3 separate regions of the Sus scrofa genome follow, and regions 2 and 3 are each linked to region 1. Evidence: chromatin contacts called from public Hi-C data. All regions are on one chromosome and are shown on one strand. Each heading gives the region's core, a stretch centred on a gene start, on an enhancer-like site or on the middle of the called end of the contact. The rest is flanking DNA. Distances are from core to core; before and after follow the strand shown. Region 1 holds the start of RABL3 (rab-like protein 3). Region 2 holds the start of CD86 (CD86 molecule). Region 3 holds the start of TIMMDC1 (complex I assembly factor TIMMDC1, mitochondrial).

Region 1 (4,072 bases), core at 580-3,079:
TCTGGAGCTCAGCAAAGAAATGTATGTGCCATCTTGTTCAAAATCGCTATATTCTAAAAATCCTCTTTTCTGACCACTGTGTTCTCTCCTTCACTGCCTCTACTTCCCCACTGATGCTAAATCTCTTCAATCTCTGGATTTTATAATACTTAGGTCAGAGGTCTCAAATTGGCAGCTTCTGCCACATGATTTGACTAATTTTGATTTCAAAATGTTTTGAAAATTTTCTGAATTAGTGGTCAACATTTAAAAATCATGAGATTTGGAGCTACTGTTGTGCTTCAGTGAGTTAAGAACCTGAGTAATGTCCATGAGGATATCCATGCAGGTTTGATCCCTGGACTCGCTCAGGGGGTTAAGGACCCACAAGCTGCAATACAGGGGGCAGACGAGGCATGAATCTGGCATTGCTGTGGTTAGGCCAGCAGCTGCAGCTCTGATTCCACCCCCAGCCTGGGAACGTCCACTAGCCGCAGGTGTGGCCCCAAAAAAGGAAAAAAACAAAAAACAAAAGTCGGATCCTGCATCCTCATGGATACCAGTAGAGTTCATTTTCTGCTGAGCCACCATAGGAAACCCCCCATTTTTTTTTTAATGAAATAAAAATCATGAGATATCACATAAATTTTAATTTTCAGCTACTTCTCAAAAGTGGAAATATCTGAGGGAAAAAGTGAGATCATATTCCCACATGGAAACACTCAGCTGAAGAGCAATTGATACTTTAAAAAAGGGAAGGAGCTTGGCTGGCCTCTGGAGACTTTTGAGTGTGTGACCTTTGGGGGCCATGTCTGGTTTCTTCTTTTTAGTCTTATCAGTCCATCAGTCACCTATCAGTCTCACCTACAACCCTACCCTACCTAACCCAGACCCCTGAAAGCAAGTTGCTTTTGTTTTTAAACCATATGTATTCTAATCACACAAACACCAGGCAGAGTTGTAAGAACAAAGTTGAAAGTGAATGCACTCTCTGTACTGGGTCTAGGCTCCTCAGCCTCATCTGCAGCCACAATGGCATTCTCTCAATTCCAGGAGCCACACATGCTCTCTGCTTCCAAGCCTTTACACACGCCCCCACAACAAAGGCCGAAGTCCCTTCTCCTAATCATTTTTCACATCTCAAATGACATTTCCTCAGAGACACCTTCTCAGATTCTCCCTAGCAGTTTAGAATCATCCCCCTTTCACATGCTCCCATAGCTCTTTCCCCTTCTTGGTGGCAGTGAATAGTTATACTTTCTCAATGTCTACATCGGAGACAAGGGTCTTAATCTTGTTCACCACTGATTTTCCAGTATGGATAACAGCTGGTCAAGTATTTCCATAAAACTTTCAATAGGTCTCCTCAGCACGTGTTCTTCAAACATGCCCACCCTGTTAGCCCTCACCTCCCCCCATTCACTTTCCCCACTGCAGCTTCCAGAGTAAAGAAAGGTAGGGTATTGAAAACCCTCTTCTTAAACTTCAAATGGTTTTAAGCAGGAGGTGACAGCACCAAATTAGCGATTTTAAAGGATTCTGCTGACTGCAAACTGCAAAATGAAGGGAAAGAAGAAGTGGACGTGGGGAGTTCTGTTAGATTTCGATATATTACTATTCCAAATCTGGAATAACGTGGATTCTATACATCCACCTGGTTTTTCTCAGTTAGCCACACTTCACGATAGTCTCCACGGCTTCATACATAAAGTGGCATTATCACCGCGAAACCTCTGGACCAGCCCCGTTCCCAAATGTTCGTTTCCGCCCCACTGTGACAACCACGACGCCCTAAATTCCCTCGGACTCTGCCAGCTGAGTCCAGAGGCCACACTTGACGCAGCCAAGCCAGTCCTACCCGAGGTCGCACATGGGCCGCTCCGGGGTCAATGGTTCTTTGGAGGACCAAGCAGAGAACCGACTCAAAAGAGTAAGGGGGAGGAGGACAGCTAAGGAAAAAGCAACGAAGACACCCTGAAAGGCGACGTCGAACCAGGGAACCGAGGACAAGGAACAGGGAACAAGGTTTACCAAAGCGAATCCTCGTACACTCCCACTACAGCTTCCCTCTGCGCCTCAACTACCGGCTTAAACGAGCCACGCCACTTATGCGACAAAGAAAACGCCATATTCCTGCGACCAGTTTTAGAAACCACCCGCTACTTTTAACCAGGCAGGCCAATCAGCACGGTGAGGCCTTCAATCAAATCAGTCACATTCCGATTGGCCAATGGCATTGAAGACTCGGCCCTCCATACCCAGCTCTGATTGGTCTTCAATCCCGGAATAGGCGTTAACCTCAGGAAGGAGCTGGCAAGATGGCGTCCCTGGATCGGGTGAAAGTACTGGTGTTGGGAGACTCAGGTGAGCCGCTTAACCCACCTTTGGGGCTCCCGACACTTTTGAGTTATATGAAAATCCTCCCCTTTCACTCCCTCTCCACCCATCTGCGGATGAACTGACTCTGGCGGGGGGCTGACATCCCTCTCAAGGCCCAAAGACTACACTTCCCAGAGGACTTTGCTCTGTTTAAGCGAGCCGCGGCTTCGCAAGTGTTGGGGGCGCGGAGCCCGGGCCTTTCTCTGTTTTTTTTAGGTTTTTACATCTGTCTACCAGATGACCGCAGCTTAGTGATCCTTTGTTTTAAAACATATGCGGATACTGAGTGTGGTATTAGACGCCGTGCTGAGACAAAGTTAGGACCTTTCCTTTAAGAGATTTTGTTAATTAAGGAAATCAAACGTGCGCTTAGGAAACTGTACCAGGTGCTTTGCATATATTGACTCAATCCTGAGATCAGGCCCGTTATCCCATTTTACAGATGAGAAAAGAGAGGCGGAGGGCTGTAAATGACAGAACTGGTTTGAACCGAGAGCCTGTGTGCTTAAAACACTAACCTATATTATTTAGTGAAATAGCAGGTAGTAGTAATCTTTTACGCTCAACTGGGCTTCTTGTTTTCTTTATTCTCTTTAATCTTTTCTTCTTTTTTTTTTTTTTTTTTTTGCTTTTTAGGGCCACACCCAGAGTATATGGAGGTTCCCCGGGCTAGGGGTCCAATCGATCGGAGCTACAGCTGCCGGCTCACACCACAGCCACGCCAAATCCCAGCCAGGTCTGCGATCTACACCACAGCTCATGGCTCCAAACATCTGACACAATGTCTATCAGAGCAAATATCCAAAAGTCAACTCCAGAAAAGCATATCTATGAAATGCAAAGTTACCATTTATTCCAAGTTTTTAAAGAGCTTAGGAATGGAGATAATGAGAAACAGAATGAGAGTGAAGTGGAAAGGGGGAAATGAAAACTTCAGTTCCAGTTGTCAAGTGTCCAAGGTGTCAAAATAATTTTAACACTAGGAGTAAACTGGGCTTAGCATTAAGATGAGTATGACCCTCATCTTAATTTTTCTATTTCTTACAACCCAGCACATAAGAGGTTTTCAATTAAGATTAAAGAGAACAGGAGTTCCCCTCATGGAGCAGTGGAAAGAATCTGACTAGGAATCGAGGTTGCAGGTTCCATCCCTGGCCTCGCTTGGTGTGTTAAGGACCCCAAAGAGCCTGAAAAACAGCCCGACCAAACAATAAAGTTGTTGGGGAGAGGAGATGGTTGAGAACATTTTTACATTGCCTGAAGATTAGTTGAATTACAAAATATTTTACTGAGCATTTAATACTCCCTTCAGAAAGTTGCACTTTGAAATTCTATGAACATAATCTAATTTATGTCAGCTTTAGTTCTTTTGCTTGAAGTGGTGTTGAAGTTAATAAAAGCACTCAGTTTTACAGATAAAGAAAGCAGTGCTAGTCTAAATGGACTTTGAAAGAGTATCACCAAGTAAGATTTAGAACTGGAATCCAGAGTTAACAGTTTTTGATCATATGTAAAGTGAGTGCTCTCTCGCATTTATGATTCCTTTTCTTTTGCATCTAACAATCTCTTCACATTACATTTTGTTCAAACTAGTTGATTTATTCTCCCCCCCCCAAAAAAAATTTTTAAAACCTTCAGCATAACAGGTACTGAATTAGATGCTGGGGCTATAACTGTGGAATCAGTGCGTTATGCAACAGGGTTAAATTGGCTG
Region 2 (4,072 bases), core at 662-3,161, 1.1 Mb before region 1:
CATTAAGTCACATTATCCACCAAAGTTGTTTGGGTCCCCAAGGAACAAATCCTATGTACTATGGATAGTTCCCTGGCCAGACTTAGAGAAATAGCATAAGGTCAAGGTGAAGTGAATCTATACTGTTGGCTGTGAATCTAAGCTGTGCTTCTTCTTAGCAGTATTGTCTTATGCAAATTACTTAACCTCTCTGGGCTTTCATTTGCACATCTGTAAAAATGGGGAGTCATAACAAGACCAAAGCAGAGAGTTATGATAATGTTTAAGGGAGTTAATATTTATGAAATGCTTAGAACAGTAAGTGCTATTTTATGTATGTGTCAAATAAATAAAATAGTACATGGACTGGGAAGGGGTTCCTGCTGGGTAAAAAAGTTCTCCAAAGTTTTATATTCTCCCCTTTCTCTGGTGCTCTTGCTTACATATACCTTCTACCTCCCCAAGAGCTAAGGTAGCAAGAGCCCTTCCAGGAGCCCTGGAAAGTGGAAGCACCTATTAAGTCAGTGAAGTGATGAAGTGGCCCGTTAGCACATCTATAGCACAGATTCAACAAGCTCCATGGTGCTAAGCAGAAAACACATCACAAAAGGCCTGTCCCAGCCAGCATCGATCTGAGGGAGTGTCCTGACTCCTGTCACCCACAGCAGGGATGAGAACAGTGGCCAAGGGTTTGGTGTGTGGCCATCAGGGGGAGGTGAAGTCATGGCCCGGCTAGTTAGTCAGGGGCTGTCAGTGCACTGCTGTAGGCTCGGCTCCCCTCCCCATTTGCTGCACACCTGGACCAGACCAGGTACCTTACCTCTCAGTGCTGAGGGTAGGGAAAGCCAAGCAGCAGGAGGGGTGAGCCGGGAAAAACTAAAGGCTCCCAGTCAGAGGATGAGTGGCAGGAACCTTGACTAACCCCAGTTTACAGGTGAAGAAACTGAAACTTAGACAAAAGCAGCAAACAGGGAAGATCTGAGTTTTGTGAGGCCTGACACTTCTAAAATATCTTTCGGTGGGAAAGTCTCTTTTAAGAAAAAAGAATCCAGAACGCAAAATAAAATGCCCATGGCCACAACTTGGTCACTTAACGGGGAGAATGCGATGGAGAGAAATGTCGCAGTGGAGAGAGACAGTGGCCTTAACTACTTGCGGTTAAAACAACTTCCGTATGAAAATATTACCAAGGCTTGAGACACGTGGCCACACTGTTAGGGTCCCACCTGGGGTCCTAGAAGGGCTTGGAAACAGCTAAGCAAATGAGGAGCCCCTTGGCTTCATGTAAATCAGCCAATGTGATTAGCTGAGGGTCACAGAGCAGGTGGTAGCAGGGCTGGGTTTCTTGATCCTCCCAGGAAGCAGTGCCATCTATCATCTATAGGCACAGGCTGGTGGAGAGGGCAACAGGGAGGAGGGGGAAGGTAGGGAACAAGGAAACCACTGGTCCCTACTGGAAGGAAACTTTTAGAAGCCCGTCAGCTATTTCCTAAAAGCCCGAGAATGTCAGAAATGGGCGCAGAGGAGCAGAAGAAACCTCAGGCATATCAGAGTAGGGGCCTTCCCCCAGCTCCCCAGGCACCCCAGACAGGCCCGTCTACCCTCCTTGGTGCATCCAGAAGCACGGGTGTGAGCTGTCAGAGGAGGAGGACGCACAGAAGGGGTAGGACTCCCTCTCAGGTCGGGCCTGCCATCAGCCGAGATACTCGTTCTCAGTCGCCATGCTTCCTTCCCCAGAAAGGTCTTTCTTGGGTGTGGTGTTGTGAATGGTAGCAAGGGAGGAAAACGAGTAAAACCCACCAAGTCTCAAGCCCCCAGCTTGCAAGTCAGGCTGGTCGGGAGACAGTGGGAGGATTCTAGGATTTTACAAAGCCAAAGAGTGCTTACCAGAGAGCAGGAGGACCATCCCAACGAGAATGTTTCTCAGTCCCATAGTGCTGGAGGTAAAAAAAGAAAACCTTGATTAGGAAATGAAACCGAAACCAAAATAGGACAAATGGAGTCTCAAATTCACTGAGGTCCACGGGTGTGGCAGAGATCGTACTCTGTACTCACCAAACCCATTTTCTTTTCCTTCTGGCCCCACAGACACGCCCTACTTCCTAGAACTACCCCCACCCTGCTGGAAGTTTGGTGGGCCATGTGACTGAGTTTTGGCCAGTCAGATTGTGAGCAGAGATGATGGGTGTTATTTCCAGATCCCAGGCTAAGGCCTCCTCCCTCTTGCCTCCTCTCCCTGCTTTCTTGGGTGCAACAGACCCAGAGGAGGGGTCCAGGGGCTTAGAAGATGGCAAAGCTAGTTTGCTGAAGAAATTAATAAAGCAGCTCTTGACACCGCCCCACAAAAAAAAAAAAAAAACTTTTATTGTGTTAAGCTTATAAACTTTGATGGGTTATTTACTGCAGTTTGTAGCATTATTTATCTTAACTAGTCAATGAGCAAGGGGTGGGGGCCACACTGAAAATATTTGTGTTTTCAAGACTGGTACTCTAACCCCTGAACTACAGAGCCAACCTGTAGTATTTATGCATAGAAATAAACTTTTTTTTTGACATTCCTGAAATTTTCAAACTAATGTGCTCAAAAATCATCTTGGGAAGGCATGTGAAAGCAATTTCCTGGGCCTTGTCCACAGAATTCCGATTTCGTAGCGTCAGTAAAACTCATGTCTGACAAACTCACAGGGGATAATGATGGCACTGGCCCAAGACCCCACTTGGAGAACCACTGCACCAGATGGTTCACTTAATCCATGTGATGGAGCCAAGGAAAATGATGGGCATTGCTTTGTAACCTCCATCCTCTCTTTCTTCTCTTGCCCTCCATCTTTCTTCATTCATCCACTTACTCTGACTTAGACCAAAAAGGCCATAGAGTGCCTTACGGAGAAGCACAGAATAGGAAAGATGATCAACATTACAAACCAAATGAAGGGACACAAAACAGAGCCTAGTGCAAGGCCGGTGCTAAATATTTGCCACAGAAATCTACCCACCTTGCTCAATGTGGATCACAAGTTTGGCTTGTAGCTTTTTAACAGAGTGAAAAGGAAAAGCTGATGGGTGAGTTAATTTATAGATCTGGCATGAGATTAAAAACAAACCAGTCCTGGGAGTTCCCGTGGTGGTGCAGTGGAAACAAATCCGACTAGGAACCATGAAGTCGTGGGTTCAATCCCTGGCCTCACTCAGTGGGTTAAGGATCTGGCATTGCTGTGAACTGTGGTATAGGTTGCAGATGTGGCTCCGATCCTGAGTTGCTGTGGCTGTGGTCTAGGCCAGCAGCTACAGCTCCGATTGGACCCCTAGCCTGGGTACCTCCATATGCTGTGGGTTCAGCCCTTAAACAAGCAAACAAACAAACAAACAACAACAACAACAAAACAGTCCTCAGGGGAAGAGGCACAGCTATTCCTGACCTGACCCAATAGCAGAAATTTTTTCCTTGGGGTGATTTGTCTAAAAGTCATCTCTGATAACTGAGGGCTATGCTAGACCCTCTTCCTCTCTATTCCCATAGCACAAAGCACAGGCCTTTGGGCTAAAAGTGTTTCTTTATGTTTCTTACCTTCTAGATTCTAACATCTTTTTTTTTTTACCTAAATTTTTTGAATAAGTCATACCTGCATATGGTACTAAATTAATTAATTCATTAAGTAATTATCTTTTCGGCTGCACTCATGGCACAGGGAAGTTCCCCAGGCTAGGGATCAACTCTAAGCCTCAACTGTGACCTCCACTACAGCTGTGGCAATGCTGGGTCCATAATCCACTGTGCCAGGCCAGGGATCAGACCTGCGCTGCTACAGAGATAACACCAATCTTTAACCCGCTGTGCCACAGCAGAAACTTCTGGTACTAAATTTAAACTGTAAAGATGATAAATAGAAAGCAGTTCCCTTCCAGTCCTGGCCCCTAGCAGTCTGGTTTTCCCCCATAGAAATAACTGGAGTGACAGCTTAACAGTTTCTTGCCTCTACTTGCAGTTAGTTTAGGCAAAGCAAAATGAAAACAGAGATCCATATTCTTTTTTCATTTTATTTTAAAACACAAATGTTAGCATGCTATAACACAGTTTCACACACTAAACACT
Region 3 (4,072 bases), core at 1,055-3,554, 1.1 Mb after region 1:
CAGAGGCTGTACAAGTGTTTATCTAATTCTAACAGCCAGTTAACAACATTTCTGAAATCATGTAATCAGTGAGTTTTTATAGTTCTTGCATACATAAAAGGGATCACTAAATAAAATGTTAGGAAACTAATTCTTACATCAATAAGAAAAACTGCTATAATATGAACTTTATATATATATTTTTTTTACTTTTATATTTATTTATTTATTTGCTTTTTAGGGCCACACCTGCCACATATGGAGGTTCCCGGGCTAGGGGTCAAGTCAGAGCTACAGCTGCCAGCCACAGCCACAGCCACAGCCACGCCACATCTGAGCCACGTCTGTGACCTACACCACAGCTCACAGCAACACTAGATGCTTAACCCACTGAGCAAGGTCAGGGATTGAACCTATGTCCTCATGGATGCTAGTCAAATTTGTTAACCACTGAGACACAAGACAAACTCCTGAACTTTATATTTTAACTTTTATAACGAATAAGATAAAAAACATCATTTACATTAAAAACTGGTAGAACCCAGAAAGGAGAAAATATAAAAGAGCTTTAGATTTAACAAGTTGGGAAATGCATATGCTTTTCTCTTTTCCATCCTTTGAAAAATTCTATGACATAGGTGATACTTTTTTCCATTTTATCAATTGAGGCTGTAAGAAATTACATGATTAATCCTAACAGCTAAATGAATGGTGAAGAAACGGGGCACAGTGATGAAAAGGACCAATGGGATTGTGGTTCTGGTTCGTGTCATCCACTGCTAAGAGACTTGTGGCCAGATCACAATCACTCTGAACATTGGTTTCCTTATGCATGACTTAGTGGGGAGAATGAAAGTTAAACTAAATTATCTTTCACATTTCTTTCAGCTCCAACATTCTGTGGTTTTATAAAGCTGATCAAAATAACCCTTTTCTGTTATATACTATATAGGCTCCTTCACAAATATCTCAAATAAATTTTGGAAGGACCAATAAGAAGGGCGGCTTATCTTTAAAACAAAGATGATGAAACCTAAATAAAGTAATTAATACAATTCCACCAGCTCCCCTGCCTGAACTATCTCAGCAACATAATAAAGCTTCGACGTTAATTTAACCAATGTTGATAACACAGTATAGTATATAGTAAAGTACTTCATAAAAGGGCAAACTTTTTACCAGTAATTGATGAACGAAACAATGATGAAATTAATTATCGTGAGTTTTCCATTAAAGTTAATTCAATTTAAAGGGTTATTTCTTTTATTCTGAAACATCCTTATTTGTGAATCCAGCTAATTTCTTTATAAAATGATGAGACAATAGTTGCTACTATTTTTTATATATTCCTTATTTAGCAGAATAAAAATTTTACAACTCTTTCTGCTATCTCTGAACTTCCATTTTTGCGCCGGGGAGGAGGGCTATTGGTCATAAACTATCAAAATTTGGGATCAAGTTATATAAGAAAAGGAATATTGCAGTCCTGCAGATGTGGGTTCTCGCGTCACCAAGTACCTTGGCCCAATTCTTCTAATCTGTAAAATCGAGGTAATTACACTAAGACTCTACTCCCTAAATATCCCTAAAAGCTCTGACATTCAATGAGGCTCACCTTTACCACCTGAAAACCGGCCTGTCAATCATAAGAACCACCTAGCCGCTATGTTAGGATACAAGCTTGGAGTACAAGCACTAGAACCCAAAATTCCGTTTAAAAATAAATCACACCACCCTGGGGTCCTTCATCCCGGATGACCCAGGTTTCAGGTCACCTCCTTCGTAGCCCCTCCCCACAGACCGTAGGCACTTTTACTCTTTGACAAACAGCTCCCGGAGTCGGTCCCATCCGGATTCCGGGTATCGGGCTTCCGGGACGCAGGAAGGCAGCTTAAGGTCCTCCGCAAGACCCTTGGAATCGGTGGCCACAGCTCCAGCAGCAAAGACCCGAGGGAAAGGATTCAGCGCCCTGCAGAGCAAGCTCCGTGGAGCCGGCGGCCGCACCTCCATGGTCTCCTCAGAACCTGCCGGACAGCTTGGGCGCTCAGGGCCCCAAGGTCTCCGGGAGGCGCCGTGGGAGAAGAGCGAAGATAACTGCAAGAATAAGTGACGAATACTGGTACACTACGCTCTAGCAAATTCGCGGCCGTAGCGGTAGCCACACACCGTGACAGACCTGCACTCCCAGACTAACCTCACTTTGGAAGCCCTTGGACACACGAGACAGGAAGTCCCGCCCCAACCAGGGCAAAGGCTACTGGGCTGGGCGAGGGCGGAGCCGGAGCCGGAAGCACTTCCGGTTTGAGGTGGGACGGATCTTAGAGGTGGCAAGCTGACTCGCCGGAAGTGAGCTGGCGGCGTGTAACAGCTCTCTGCACCGTCTGGCCCCCGCCTCCTGCGCCAGTGAAACTGTGTGGGGCAGTTTCCAGGCAACCAGACCGGGTCATTAGCTGAAGTAGGTTAGCGTATTTTATTTTTTATGTAATTTTTATTTTTCCATTATAGTTGATTTACAGTGTTCTGACAATTTCTAGTGTAAAGCATAATTACCCAGTCATACATAGGCTTTTTCTCACATTATCCTCTATGATGTTCCATCACAAGTGACTCGATACAGTTCCCTGTGCTATATAGCAGGATCTCATTGCTTATCTACTCCAAATGCAATAGTTTGAAGTTAGCTTATTTTAAAAAGCAGGAATGTAGATGAAGAAAGTGCAGTGTTCAACACAAATGGGGTACAGAAAGGGGAAGGCAGTTTGCAGAACTACAAGCCCAACCCACCCTGTCATAGCTCGGGAAACCTCTGAGGTTGGGCGAGGTCTATTCTCGATTTCAGAAAGTTAGGAGGCTTTTAAGAGGGGTCTTGTTGCCAGTTACACCCAGATTTCCAGAACATTTTTATGTAGAAGAATCGGTTCAGGGCTTCACAAGATGGGTTTTATTCACCTTGGTTCATATAACTACTCTTTCTTAAAAGGCAGGACACTTTCTCTCAGATGTTTGCTTGGTAGTCCAGCAATAATTTCCTGTCACTACAGCCTCTGCTATCATATGCTTCAAAGTATAATTTTATTAAAATGCACGCTTATGAAGGAATTCCCACTGTGGCACAACAGGATCCGCGGTGTCTTGGCAGCACTTGGGAGCCTGGTTCTATCCCTGCCTGGTTCCTTAGCTATGGTTTAGGTACTCGGATCTGATCCCCAGCCCTGGAACCCCATATGCCACCTCGGCCAAAAACAACAACAAAAACAAGACAGCTCGCATGTTAAGTATTTTTAAACTGATTTGTGTTTCTTTTTTTTTTTTTTTTTTTGCCTTTTTTTAGGGCTGCATCTGCAGCATATGTTAGTTCCCAGACTAGGGGTCAAATCCAAGCTACAGCTGCTGGCTTAAGCCACAGCCACTGCAACGAAGGATCCGAGCCAGGTCTTCGACCTACACTACAAGGCAGGGCAATGCAGGATCACCAACACTGAGCCAGGCCAGGGGTAGAACCACATCCTCATGGATCCTAATTGGGTCCGTTAACCCCTGAGACATGAAGGGAACTCCTGATTTGTGTAATTTCATCTGATCTTTGCTAGGAATCATACACATTGTCTTCGCCAATTCCTACCCATCATTTATTCCTTTCTAGGAATAATTCAAAATAATTACAATCTTTAGTAGGATACAGTAAAGAGAATTCCAGAATTTGATAGCTGGAAGTCTCTAGATATGGTCCAGAGAAGTGACTGATAGAGTGACTAGCTGAGTTAGTCTAATCACAGTGCCAGGAAGAGCTCTCTAGTGTCTGGGAGAGAGGATTAGATTCAGTTCCCATCAGAGCACTTACTACATTGCATCATGATTTCCTCTTTGCTATGTGTCTCAATAGACTAACTTTGAGGTCAAGAGACTATGTTTATTCATCTGTGTCTCCAGTACCTACCATGACTGGCACATAGGTTGTCGAATGAAAAATTCAGATCCCCTGACTCCTGGCTCTGACTCCAGGTTGCCGTTTATCCCATATAGGCAGAGGTAGGCACCAGACTAAAATCTTTAGGTCTGAAAGCCCAAGGAAATGGCTGTGCAGGCTCTCTAG

What was found. Hi-C and Micro-C count contacts between places; a contact is called where the count stands out from the background.
Region 2: a Hi-C map of embryonic fibroblasts shows a contact between it and region 1, with 1.6 times the contacts expected there. The contact joins the promoter of CD86 here to the promoter of RABL3 in region 1. A contact is called at or near these places in 1 of 47 Hi-C or Micro-C datasets (embryonic fibroblasts) and 1 of 2 datasets of contacts at active chromatin or transcription factors (alveolar macrophages).
Region 3: a contact with region 1 is called in a Hi-C map of skeletal muscle, with 9 times the contacts expected there. The contact joins the promoter of TIMMDC1 here to the promoter of RABL3 in region 1. A contact is called at or near these places in 1 of 47 Hi-C or Micro-C datasets (skeletal muscle) and 1 of 2 datasets of contacts at active chromatin or transcription factors (skeletal muscle).

What each region holds. Positions count from the first base shown.
Region 1 is chr13:139,607,335-139,611,406 of Sscrofa11.1, forward strand. RABL3 (rab-like protein 3) reads left to right here and starts at 1,830. Exons shown (of 8, transcript XM_021070305.1): 1 at 1,830-2,343. The coding sequence starts at 2,298. GTF2E1 (general transcription factor IIE subunit 1) reads right to left here and starts at 2,149. Exons shown (of 5, transcript XM_021070303.1): 1 at 2,011-2,149.
Region 2 is chr13:138,462,830-138,466,901 of Sscrofa11.1, forward strand. CD86 (CD86 molecule) reads right to left here and starts at 1,912. Exons shown (of 6, transcript NM_214222.1): 1 at 1,867-1,912. The coding sequence starts at 1,912.
Region 3 is chr13:140,756,394-140,760,465 of Sscrofa11.1, forward strand. It overlaps TIMMDC1 (complex I assembly factor TIMMDC1, mitochondrial), which reads right to left and starts at 2,305. Exons shown (of 8, transcript XM_021070323.1): 1 at 2,174-2,305; 2 at 1,796-2,073. The coding sequence starts at 1,989.